Linked DNA regions of Rattus norvegicus: region 2 is linked to region 1. A link is a contact called in public Hi-C data. All regions are on one chromosome and are shown on one strand. Each heading gives the region's core, a stretch centred on a gene start, on an enhancer-like site or on the middle of the called end of the contact. The rest is flanking DNA. Distances are from core to core; before and after follow the strand shown.

Evidence for each region. Hi-C and Micro-C count contacts between places; a contact is called where the count stands out from the background.
Region 2: a Hi-C map of liver shows a contact between it and region 1, with 3 times the contacts expected there. The contact joins two enhancer-like sites. A contact is called at or near these places in 3 of 12 Hi-C or Micro-C datasets (kidney, liver and mammary epithelial cells).

Annotation. Positions count from the first base shown.
Region 1 is chr7:110,715,555-110,720,690 of GRCr8, forward strand. It overlaps Rbfox2 (RNA binding fox-1 homolog 2), which reads right to left. Exons shown (of 14, transcript NM_001414967.1): 6 at 2,433-2,525. Among named protein-coding and RNA genes, the nearest start is that of Mb, 70 kb to the left of the region's middle. Within about 2 kb of position 1,802, at least 1 of the 93 cell types and tissues checked has an H3K27ac peak or open chromatin away from gene starts, as enhancers often do. A contact at or near this core is called in liver, where this site is marked.
Region 2 is chr7:110,831,529-110,836,616 of GRCr8, forward strand. The region is part of intron 2 of Rbfox2 (RNA binding fox-1 homolog 2); the gene reads right to left. Among named protein-coding and RNA genes, the nearest start is that of Rbfox2, 100 kb to the right of the region's middle. Within about 2 kb of position 1,648, at least 32 of the 93 cell types and tissues checked have an H3K27ac peak or open chromatin away from gene starts, as enhancers often do. A contact at or near this core is called in liver, where this site is marked.

The sequences.
Region 1 (5,136 bases), core at 552-3,051:
AAAACTGTGGCTGTTCTACCTGTCAGCACTGCAGAGAAACCGTGCAGTTACAAGTTCTCTGGACACCTTAAGATGTCTCTTTACTGAGGATGCTTTGGAAAAAAAGGAAATAGGGAACAAATATATCTACAAAAGAACGTTGAAGCTTGTTAATAAAACAGAGGCTTGCCACCTGAGCCATGATGCTGATGTCATATCCTGTCCTGATGTTCTCTATCTTTTCTTAACTACTTGGGATTAGAAAATAAATAGAGGGACTAAAGATTCCTGTGGTGGCAGTCTGTGGGTCATCCTCAATTTTCTAGATCACGTGGATCACTCATTTAAGATGAAGCTTCAGAGGGCCTTTGGCACAAGTGCTCGGCAGTGAAGAGTGATTGCTTAGCTCTCCTGTCCTGTGGTCCTCTATCCCATGACAAAGCATGTATGAGGCTTCTCCACGCCAAGGTGGGGAAAGGAGAGGAGCGGCAGAAGTTAGGACACTGTGGGTGGTCTCGGGACCACCTTCAGAGCCTCATCATAAACTTAACTGCAGCTTGCCTTGAGCTTGGAGCTTATGAAATATAAATATGTCTCATCTGTTTTTTAAAAACAAGTCTCATTAGGAAGCTCAGGCTGAGTCTGGAATTTGCTATGTAACCAGGCTGGCCTCAAATCTGTGATCCTCCTATCTCAGCCTCCTGAATGCTTAGATTATAGGCTTGTGCCACCAAGATCAGCTTACTTTGCCTCTAAGAATATACATTGTACTAGATTTATGTTAAGGAGACCAATTTGCAGTAAAACTGGAATTTAAAAACATTTATGACCTTCTCTCTCTTCCTTCATGAAGACAGCTTGAAACTTCATTTACTCTAGTTTGACCACCAGATAATGTAAACATTTCACATTTACAAAGAAAGAATGGGAGACAACAACGATGAGATTGAGAGCATGCAGTTAACACACACAAAGAAAAGAAAGAAACAATTCGGAAAGAAGAGGGAGAGTGAGCAGCAAGGTCGGAATGGAGCAAGGGCTTGAACCAGCTGCTACAGCAGAAAGCCACCAAGCAATTCAAAGGAAAACCAGCCAGAACCAAGCAGACACTACCAGTCAGCAAGAGACACCCACAGCTCCAGACAGAGAGGGACAGGGAGGAAGAAAGGAAGGGGCTGAAATGGGAAGCCAGGGAAACTGAACAGCGTGGTAGGGGAGAACAGGAAAGAACAGGAGGGGTGTTGACAGGAAAGAGCTGCACAGGGGTTTAGGAAAGGGGGCAGAGTGCATTAATAAAACCAGCCAAACTGGAGTTCAGTAACTCTGAGTAAGATGCGCAAGGGGAAAAAAAATCACCATGAAGTCAGTAACCAAACAGCTCAGACTGCTACAAGACAGGATGTACATCCAAAGTCCAGGCGACATCACCCCACAGCAGTGAAAATAAAAGGGGCAGGAAGGGAGAGAAGCAAGTCAAACCACATCTGGTAGTGTTAATGTGAGATGGCAGATGGACTTTTTCTCTCTTAATTGTTTTGTGATTACATTTTTAAAAGCTTCTTCGCTAGCACTTTCAGTTCACTTACCGCCAACGGGCACCATCGCCAGCACTGTGTATAGTTACCATGGAAAGAGTGAGGCAAGTGAAGGGCCCTAAATGCTAAACCATTGGAAAGGGGAAAAAAGCAAAATATGCAGACATCTTACTCAAATGGTGGCTTTTATATTTAATACTTTAAAAAACTGGGAAAGGGGAGAGGAGCCAGTTAACCTTCAATCTGTTCGTCACTCTATGCTGGTGAGCCCAAGGGCTGATTTTGCAATCACCACATCTGTCCATCAATGCCACCAGCTGCCCTTGAACCCTCTCTTGAGACTGCATTTGTCAACTTTGGAGGCAAGGCTTGAAATTCTCGGTATTAAGATTTAAAACTACCAGAATTTTAGATTCTGCCCCCCCCCCCCCCATAATCATCTATCCACACGTACCAAACGTACTTGGAGGGGAACTGGCCTCCAAGACACAATGCTAGAGCTAGATAGGTTTTAGACATTTTTGAAGTTAGTTTTGCTTAGGCCTCATTATAGGAATTCAGAGTCTTGCAAACTGAAGCAAAGGAAAAAAACTCAAGAGAGCAGAAGGATGAACATTTTGGAAGAGGGAAAAAAAGTAAGTGGAAAACAGGTAAGCATACATCCCCGCCCTCCAAATTAACCCTTGAACAACCAAGAGCAGGGGAGAAGCCGACAGATTGTTACTTTATAGTGTAGTGCAAGGAGGTGAAGACAGACAGACAGGAGTGCACACACGGACAGGAGTGCACATACAGACAGAGTACACACACAGACAGGAGTGCACACATGGACAGGACAGGGGTCCAAAGGTGAAGTGAGGCAGTACACAAAGAGAAAGAAAAATATAAATGAGAAATTGAATTATTGAAGACATGCACCTCGATTTTACGGCCCTCTACCACGGTGCCGTGCAATTTCTCCCTGGCCCTGTCTGCATCAGCACTATTCTCGAAAGTTACGAACCCGAATCCCTGCATGCAGCGGGAGAAGGGGGAAAACATGCACATCGTTATATTGAAATACTCATCTTTTGGTAAACAGAAAACATCACAGTATGAAGTGACGTCAGCACAACTAACACCAGCAATTTCTTCCAAAGGCACATTTTTGATCCATGCATATTTTGTAAAGGGAAATTTAAACCCAATAAAAGGATAAAGAACTGCAATAATAACAGTAACTTAATTAACTGCAGTAACAATACGATAAAATATGAAGTATGTGAGGCCAGACCAAGATTAAGGTAGGAAGCTACTCGGGTCAAACTATTCAACCAAAAATCTGAACATACAAAACAAACCAAACCCAGGAAGCTGTTATTACTGTGTGCACACGTATGCACTGGTGCAGTGGAGGGCAGGGCAGAGGTAGACGGCGCAGTGCCTTCACTGACTGCTCCAATGAGCCAGCTCTCTACGTATGTCTCTTTTCTTAATGTGAGTGCGGAGGGTCAAACTCGGGTCCTCACACTTGCAAGGGACACACACATTTTACAAACCAAGCCATCTTTCTAGATCCCGCTCTTCTCTCAGCTGACTCTCTGACCTGAAGCCTATACTTCTCTACTAACTGCTGTGTAAAAACTCACACTCAAGGTTACCGGCTCCATAACGAGATGTGAAGGAGTTCGTTCAGTCCTGCTTTACCTGTGTCTTACACCACGGACTTTTGGGAGTAGAGTAACTGAAGACAGTAGTAAGGTCTAGTTCTGTGGGTAACAGCGGTGTAAGCAAGCCTAAATATCACTGGAAATGGACAACTGGGACTTTTCTTCACCAACAATTTTAAATGATCAGATTGGCACTTTATGGAAAAACTCTCCCACTTTATGTGTATGGCTGAATTTCAGAAAAATACCTATACATCTGTTGATGTCTATCTCTGCTGTTAAAGGCAAATTAGAGATTCTTCCCCATGAGGAAAAGCAGGAATCAGGCATCAGGAGTGAGGAATGATAGTAACAGTGGTGGTCCGCTGTTGACAGGAAGACACCATGAAGGAGGTAATGCGGCAGCTGCCGTGTGGGTCAGGATTAGTACAACGTGCCCTGTATTGGATATAAAGAGAGCACACAAACAAGGCCAGGGGCTAACCTACCCTCTGCTCATCTCCAGAGGCAGCTCACCACAGGGACTACCTCATCAAGTGCCCACCACCTTCACCACAGGTACACTGGCACTGCCCACTTCCCACAGCTGTAACTTTAGTCATTTCTCTAGCAGTTTACACCTGCAGAGGGGAACCTCTCAGGATTGTCTGAGGAGTCACTGAAGCCTAACAACACAGGCATGCCTCCATATATAAAACCCCATCTTAAACAGATTTTACAGAGCCAGAAATGGTGGTGTACTCCTTTAATCGCAGCTCTGGGGAGACCGAGACAGGCAGATCTCTGAGTTTGAGGTCAGCATGGTTATAGAGTGACTTCCAGGACAGCCAGGACTATACAGAGAAGCCCTGTCTCAACCAACCAAAAACCAAATCAAATCAAGCCAACCAACAAAAACAAAACAAATGACAATGACAAAAAAACAAACAAACTTTTATAAAATCAAGGCTATGATGATCCCTCCACAGTCTAACTGGTCACGTGGGTAGGCTGTGTCTGAAAGATTCTAATGAATTATCTCTGCTCACGCCAGCGTACCACACCTGTACAAGTACCCCAGGAGGGTATGCTCTGTTGACAGGACAAATGAATGTTTACTGTAGTGGATGCTAGGATAACTGTTTTTAACACTCTCCTACAGAATGTATACACTGGTTGGAAATAGTAATAGCAAAGTATTTTCAGAAACAAATTTAATAATAGCATGTTGACAGCAACTTTGACGGCCTCGAGGTACTGAAGGCAAGTTATGAAGGATGCCAGTGTCTTTCTTTTCTCTGAAGATAAACAGACTCTGAGGACAAGAAGCCAATTCTTCTACACAAGAATCTACCAACTGGCAGGCAAGGTAGGCCGGTTTAAAGAAGGTCAGGTAGAGTGAGGGTTGAGTTTGGGAGAGCCTTACTTTTAATTGTGTATCTGTGTGGACATTAGGTGCGGTGGCTGAGAAAGCCAGAGGCCATCGGGTCCCCCTGGAGCTGGGCTTACAGGAAGCTGTGAGTTGTTTGACTTGAGTTCTGGGAACCAAACTTAGGGCTCTGTGCAAAAGTAACATACAGAGCCCTAAGTAACCTATAACCTGCTGACCCACATCTCCAGCTCTACATCCCAAGTGTTTATATCAACCTGAGAAGAATTATAAACTACATTGCTACCAATTCTCACAGTCATAGTTCTCATGTCTTTGGTTAAGCTAATAAATTATAAATTGACCCTAAAGTTCATGTGAAAGTGCACACTTGATTTTTACATTGTGAATGCCTACATGTGCTGTTTGCTAACACCAAACTGTATATACTTGTCCTAGCACAGATATGGAGAACGGGGAAGAAGGGCAGAGAGAATAGAGTCATTCTAAAGGGAAAGAGATGATTTCAAATGAGAGGGAAATACCCTCTGACATTCAGTGAGTGCTAACGAAATCAAAACTCAAAACTTGGTCAGTCTGCGTGTGGACTCTATTAAGTGACATT
Region 2 (5,088 bases), core at 398-2,897, 120 kb after region 1:
TTTGCTAAAAGCCGTGATCTCAAGGGTTAGAGCTGCTGGCACCTTTACATTCTCACTTTAAAGGTTAAGCGGGGTGGGGTAGTCAGTTGTAGTGACCCATGGCATTAGCACCAGCACTGGAGGAGAGGCAGGCAGAGTTTGAGGTTAACCTGGTCTACACAGAAAGTTCAGGCCAGCCAGGTCTATATAGTAAGACCATAAAAAAGTGTGGCTGGAGATGGCTGCTCTTCCAGAGAACCCAGGCTCAATTCCCAGCATCTACACAGCAGCTCACAAAAGTCTAATTCCAGTTTCAAGGGATCTAACACATCCCCCTCTTCTGGCTTCCACAGGCGCCAGGGATGCAAGTGGTAGACATACATGCAGACAAAGCACATAAAAATAAGTTAAAAAAATTAAAACATACATATTAAAAAAAATAAGCAGGGTTGGGAAAAATGTCTCAGCTGAGTTCAATCTCTGTCCCACAGTAGAAGGAAAAAAACCAACTCCCTCAAATTGTCTTCTGGCCTCCAGATATGCACTATGGTGTGTGTACGTGTCTGCCCCTCCCCTAATAGACATGAAATATAACTCTCCCAGCCTCTGTGCCAGCTTCTGCTGCTGCTTAGCTCATGAAGAATGTCTAGAGGATATTAGCCAGCAGCAAGCAGTAACAGCTCTTCAGGACAGGGCTAAAAGCTAGGAGTTGAAGCGTTCAGCGTTCAGTGTACCAGAATGAAATGGTTAGTGAGACATCCAGGGCTTTTCCTGCCATCCATGGAATCTAGTCTGGGCAATTAGAGCCAGATGGGCCTTCCTAGTGAAGTGATCTTGGGGAGTCGGACAGCCTCACAAGCCTTCAATTTTCTCATCTATAAAACTGAGTGAGCAGTATTTGCCCTGCTGAGTTGTGAGAATTTAACAAAAAGTAAGCTATTTAGAATAGCCACCTACTGTAGAACAATGGTTTCCCCACCACACCTCAGACCCTAGGGATATATATATAAATGAATGAATATGAAATCCTGGTGGTTTGTATGAGACTATGTCATAATCCTCCTCCTGTCTCTTTTCTTCCCCCTCTTATTTTGTAGAATAAGGCATCAAACCCAGAAAGACAAACTAGCCTTCCAAAGGTTCTATTACTAGTTAGCAACAGAACATGAGCTAACGCAGCTCCTCCTTGCTCAGTGAATCCTCGGTGAATCAACACCTCTTAGTGTGGCTCGGAGTCAATACTGTTGTCTCTTTTGTGATTCAGACACCCAAGAGTTAACACTCAGCCCTACCAGGACTGGAGATGCCAGGGAGGGCCTTATGGGATGAAGCTAGGAACACTGAAATCCATTCCTCTGTGATTGGTTGATTCCCAAAGGGGTGGGAAGAAGAAGAGAGAAGACTGTCATCTGATCTCCACAGTAAACAACAGCAGGAGCATCTATCTGCTCAGATTTTGCAGTAAATCTGTGCCATATTTCTGAATATTTGTGACCACCAAGCTCTGGAAATGGTAACTTCCGACCTTCACCAAAAAGTAAAGTTTCTGCTGTTCAAGGAAGATTCCGAAGAGTAAGTCGGGATGACTGCAGGCGTTTAGGACAGTCTCACGCTTCCACAGTGGCCACAATCAGCTCTGGAGCTGAAATCTGACACCTACATCCCCCCCCCTTACGGAGTGGACTCAGCCTGTTTAACTTGGCCGTCCCCACCCCCCACCCCCCCACCCCCCGCTCTGTCATCTTGGAAACATGACTTGGCTACTCAGTCCCATTCCCTCTTCTGGTTTGTCTCTACTCCTTAAGAAAGATCCTATCAAGAAAGCCAGGGAAAAAGTAAGGAAAGAAACGACAAAAAGAAAGGAAAGGAAAAATAGTAGATAGATTGATTGACTGACTTTGGAAGAACTCTATCTCATTGCGAGTTATAACTCTGTAACGGTATAGCACACACACGCTGAAGAAAGAGAACCTAACAGCATGCCAAATCCTTTGGGGAGGTCTGCCCAAGTCAGTGAGCCAGGCTGGGGCCACTTAACTGACTTAGGTGAGGTGATGCCCTTCAGCCCTAGCTCCACTCTCTCCCCAGGAGTTTCTCTGTCCCATTTCACAATGTTACAGGGAGTACACCCGTTCTATGGAGAGAACTGGAGCAGCATTTGTTCTGCCTTGCAGCTGACGAGGACTCCACATGCTATGTATGCACTGAGGAGCCACAGAAAACAGCTGTGTCCTTTGTACCTACACAGCACCACACGTTCTAAACTAGGAAAGGGGGGGGGGTGTTCTGCTCGGTGGCAAAGCTTGGGAACCTAAAGCAAGTCAGTGCAGGAATGAACTTTAACCACCTTTGGGTGGCCTCAGACAGGGCTAGGCACATCCTCCCCTGTCCAACCAAATAAACCAGAAATGGAGCAGCCCTATCTCTCCAGAAACGGAGATTGTGGAAGACCTGCAATCGTTCTGACCTCAAGGACAGAAAGGCCCTTCAACATAGCTGAGGAACTGAGTAGCAGTCTTTCTACAGCTCCTCCCTGTGCTGGCTCTGTGGCCCAAGCCAAGTTAGCTTACACTGTGTTGTTGACGCCCTTTGCTAACACAGGTGCTTGCTGTATACATCTTAGAAGCACTGGTGACCAGGCAGTTTTTTCTCAGGAATGTTCAGCAAATTAACTACTCAAGGGAGACAGGAACGTAGCTGTTAGAAGCATGGGCTGGCTGTCAGGCAGGTCTAAGGTTAAATACCTGTTCCACCATTTTCAGCCTCTAAGACTCAACCTCACTAAAGTTCAGTCTATGTATGTATCTGCAAAACACAGCTTCTACCAGTTGCCTTGGAAAGAGAATGATCGTTAGGATAATGAGGTGTTGAAGGGATGTGTACATAGGTGTATGTACTTACTGTGTATCTGATGCATAGTAAGCATTCAATAAATAGTAGCTGTTGCTATAAATTATAATGGGGGACTGTAAACCAACTCTGTGAAGGAGTAGCCCTGACAGTTAATAACCATCCTAATTAAAGCATTTCTGCACTTCACCCATGCCATGGTGAGACACAAGTAACATGAGGATGCCACAGACCACTCAAGGCAGCACACCATCTCTGCCAGACTCATCGGTGGAAGCCTGAGAAAAGGACTACATGAAGCCACATAGTGAGGAGGTCTCAATATGGAGTTAGCTCCCAGCTTACATGTACTACTGTGCTGTGCTGCCATAGTAAACAGACCTTTCTGGATCTGTACACCTGAAGAAAATGGGGTATGGAGCAGCAAATAAGGACAAGAAGGGGAAGGACTCTGATCTCCTCTCTTCATGTTCTACCAGGCATGGAGCTGACAACATAACCAACATTTTTTAGGCAAGCATTGTAGAATGGCTGCTTGCTAGACTAGGGCAGCAGCACATGTTTTTATCCGATAGAAATAAACTCTCAAGGAATTACAATCATGTCATCACAGACAAACAGGGGGAGGTGCTGTCAGTCTGGATCCTAAGCTTAGAACCCATCGCCTTTGCCATTGTCATCTCTTGAGATTTTCATCACCACAACCCTAACCTGACAAACTCACACCCACTCACACCTCAAAGCCTGCAGTGCTGGAGTGGAGCAGGGCCAGGCCAAGTCTTGGTCGTGACAGTACATGTCCATCAGGAAACTGCTCTGGGGAAAGTGCATACTGATAATAAGGGCCCTCCCTGTATCACAAGCCCAACTCTTTACTAGAGTATAGGCATAGTAAGACCTGGCTATGACTCAGTTTCCCCAACTGCAGAACCAGGATGACATGACTAAAGTCAGCTATGACCTTCAGTGAGCTGAAGACCCTGCTGATATTCCTACCTTGGGCTGTTAGAAAACATGCCAGCGAAGAGCCAGGGCTTCAAGACAAGTAATTACAGCTCACTCCCTAGACAGACTGATAGTTCAGGTCCAGTCAAGACACATCTCTGGAGTATAAAATAAAAGCAACTAGCAGGAAACAGTAGGACAATGTAAAATCACCTGACGCCTGGAAGGGCACCTATTGGCTTGTAAAGGTACCCTCCCAAACACCTCAGCTCAGAAGGACATACAGGGGCCTGAGTTAGCCTTCACATCCCACATAGAAATGATGATTGCTATATCTGACCAATGGATTAGGGCCTAAACGAAGGGGGCTATCTGCACTGGGCAAATCATATGGTCATAAGCAATCTCACAACTGCCTGCTCTCAGCAAACTGGCAGCTCTTTTTAAAAGATGCTCAAGGGATCTAGAGTTGCAGGAACCAAGGGAAATGTCTTCAGATTAATTCAGCAAAGGCCTCTCCAGTTCCACACAAAGTGTCTGTAGGGGTGATGTGCTGGCCAACACACAAGATTACACAACAAGTTCCCTGAAAGCCTCACGTGCCCAGGTCAGAAGCACTAAAGCCCTGCCACAAATGACCCACCAGGAGGCCCTTGCCAGTGTCCCACTTCTTCCACTATCAGTTACAGGGACTCAGGCAGGCCTAGGGTGCCTGTCTTGCTCAGCAGTTCCCCCATCACCCACGAGCTAGCAGTGCTTACTTCCTATCGTCTCACTCCACTTGCCCTTTCCTTCTAGCATTAAAATACCATGTTTTCCAGAATAACTAAGATTTTATATCACGGCCATGCAAAGGAACACGACTGGGCAGCAACAACAAAAGAAAACAGGAGCACTGGCTGGCATCTCCACTCTGCATGGATGGATCTATGAATCTGCAGTGCAAGGAGGCCAGCCTCAAAGGGCCACTGACCTATCTGCATGCAAAAGAAAAGCTGCCGGGAAAAGTAGACAGTGGATGAGCACAACTTGGGGCACGGGTGGAATACAGGAATCAGGGAGTTATGACTCAGTAGGAAGTGGCTTCAGATGAAGTGATGAAATAGTTCTAAATTAAATCTGATGCTGGGATGGCTGAACAACTCTATGAATGTATACAAAGTCAGAATTATATATGCTAAATGATTCAGCTGCGTAGCATACAAGTTACATCTCAGAGCCGGTGTTTTTAATGTCCTAAGAAATGACATCTTTCTTCAGGAAGGAAAGTTGAGGGGATGTGGATTTTCCAGCCAGCTGCCTCTGTTTCCAGTG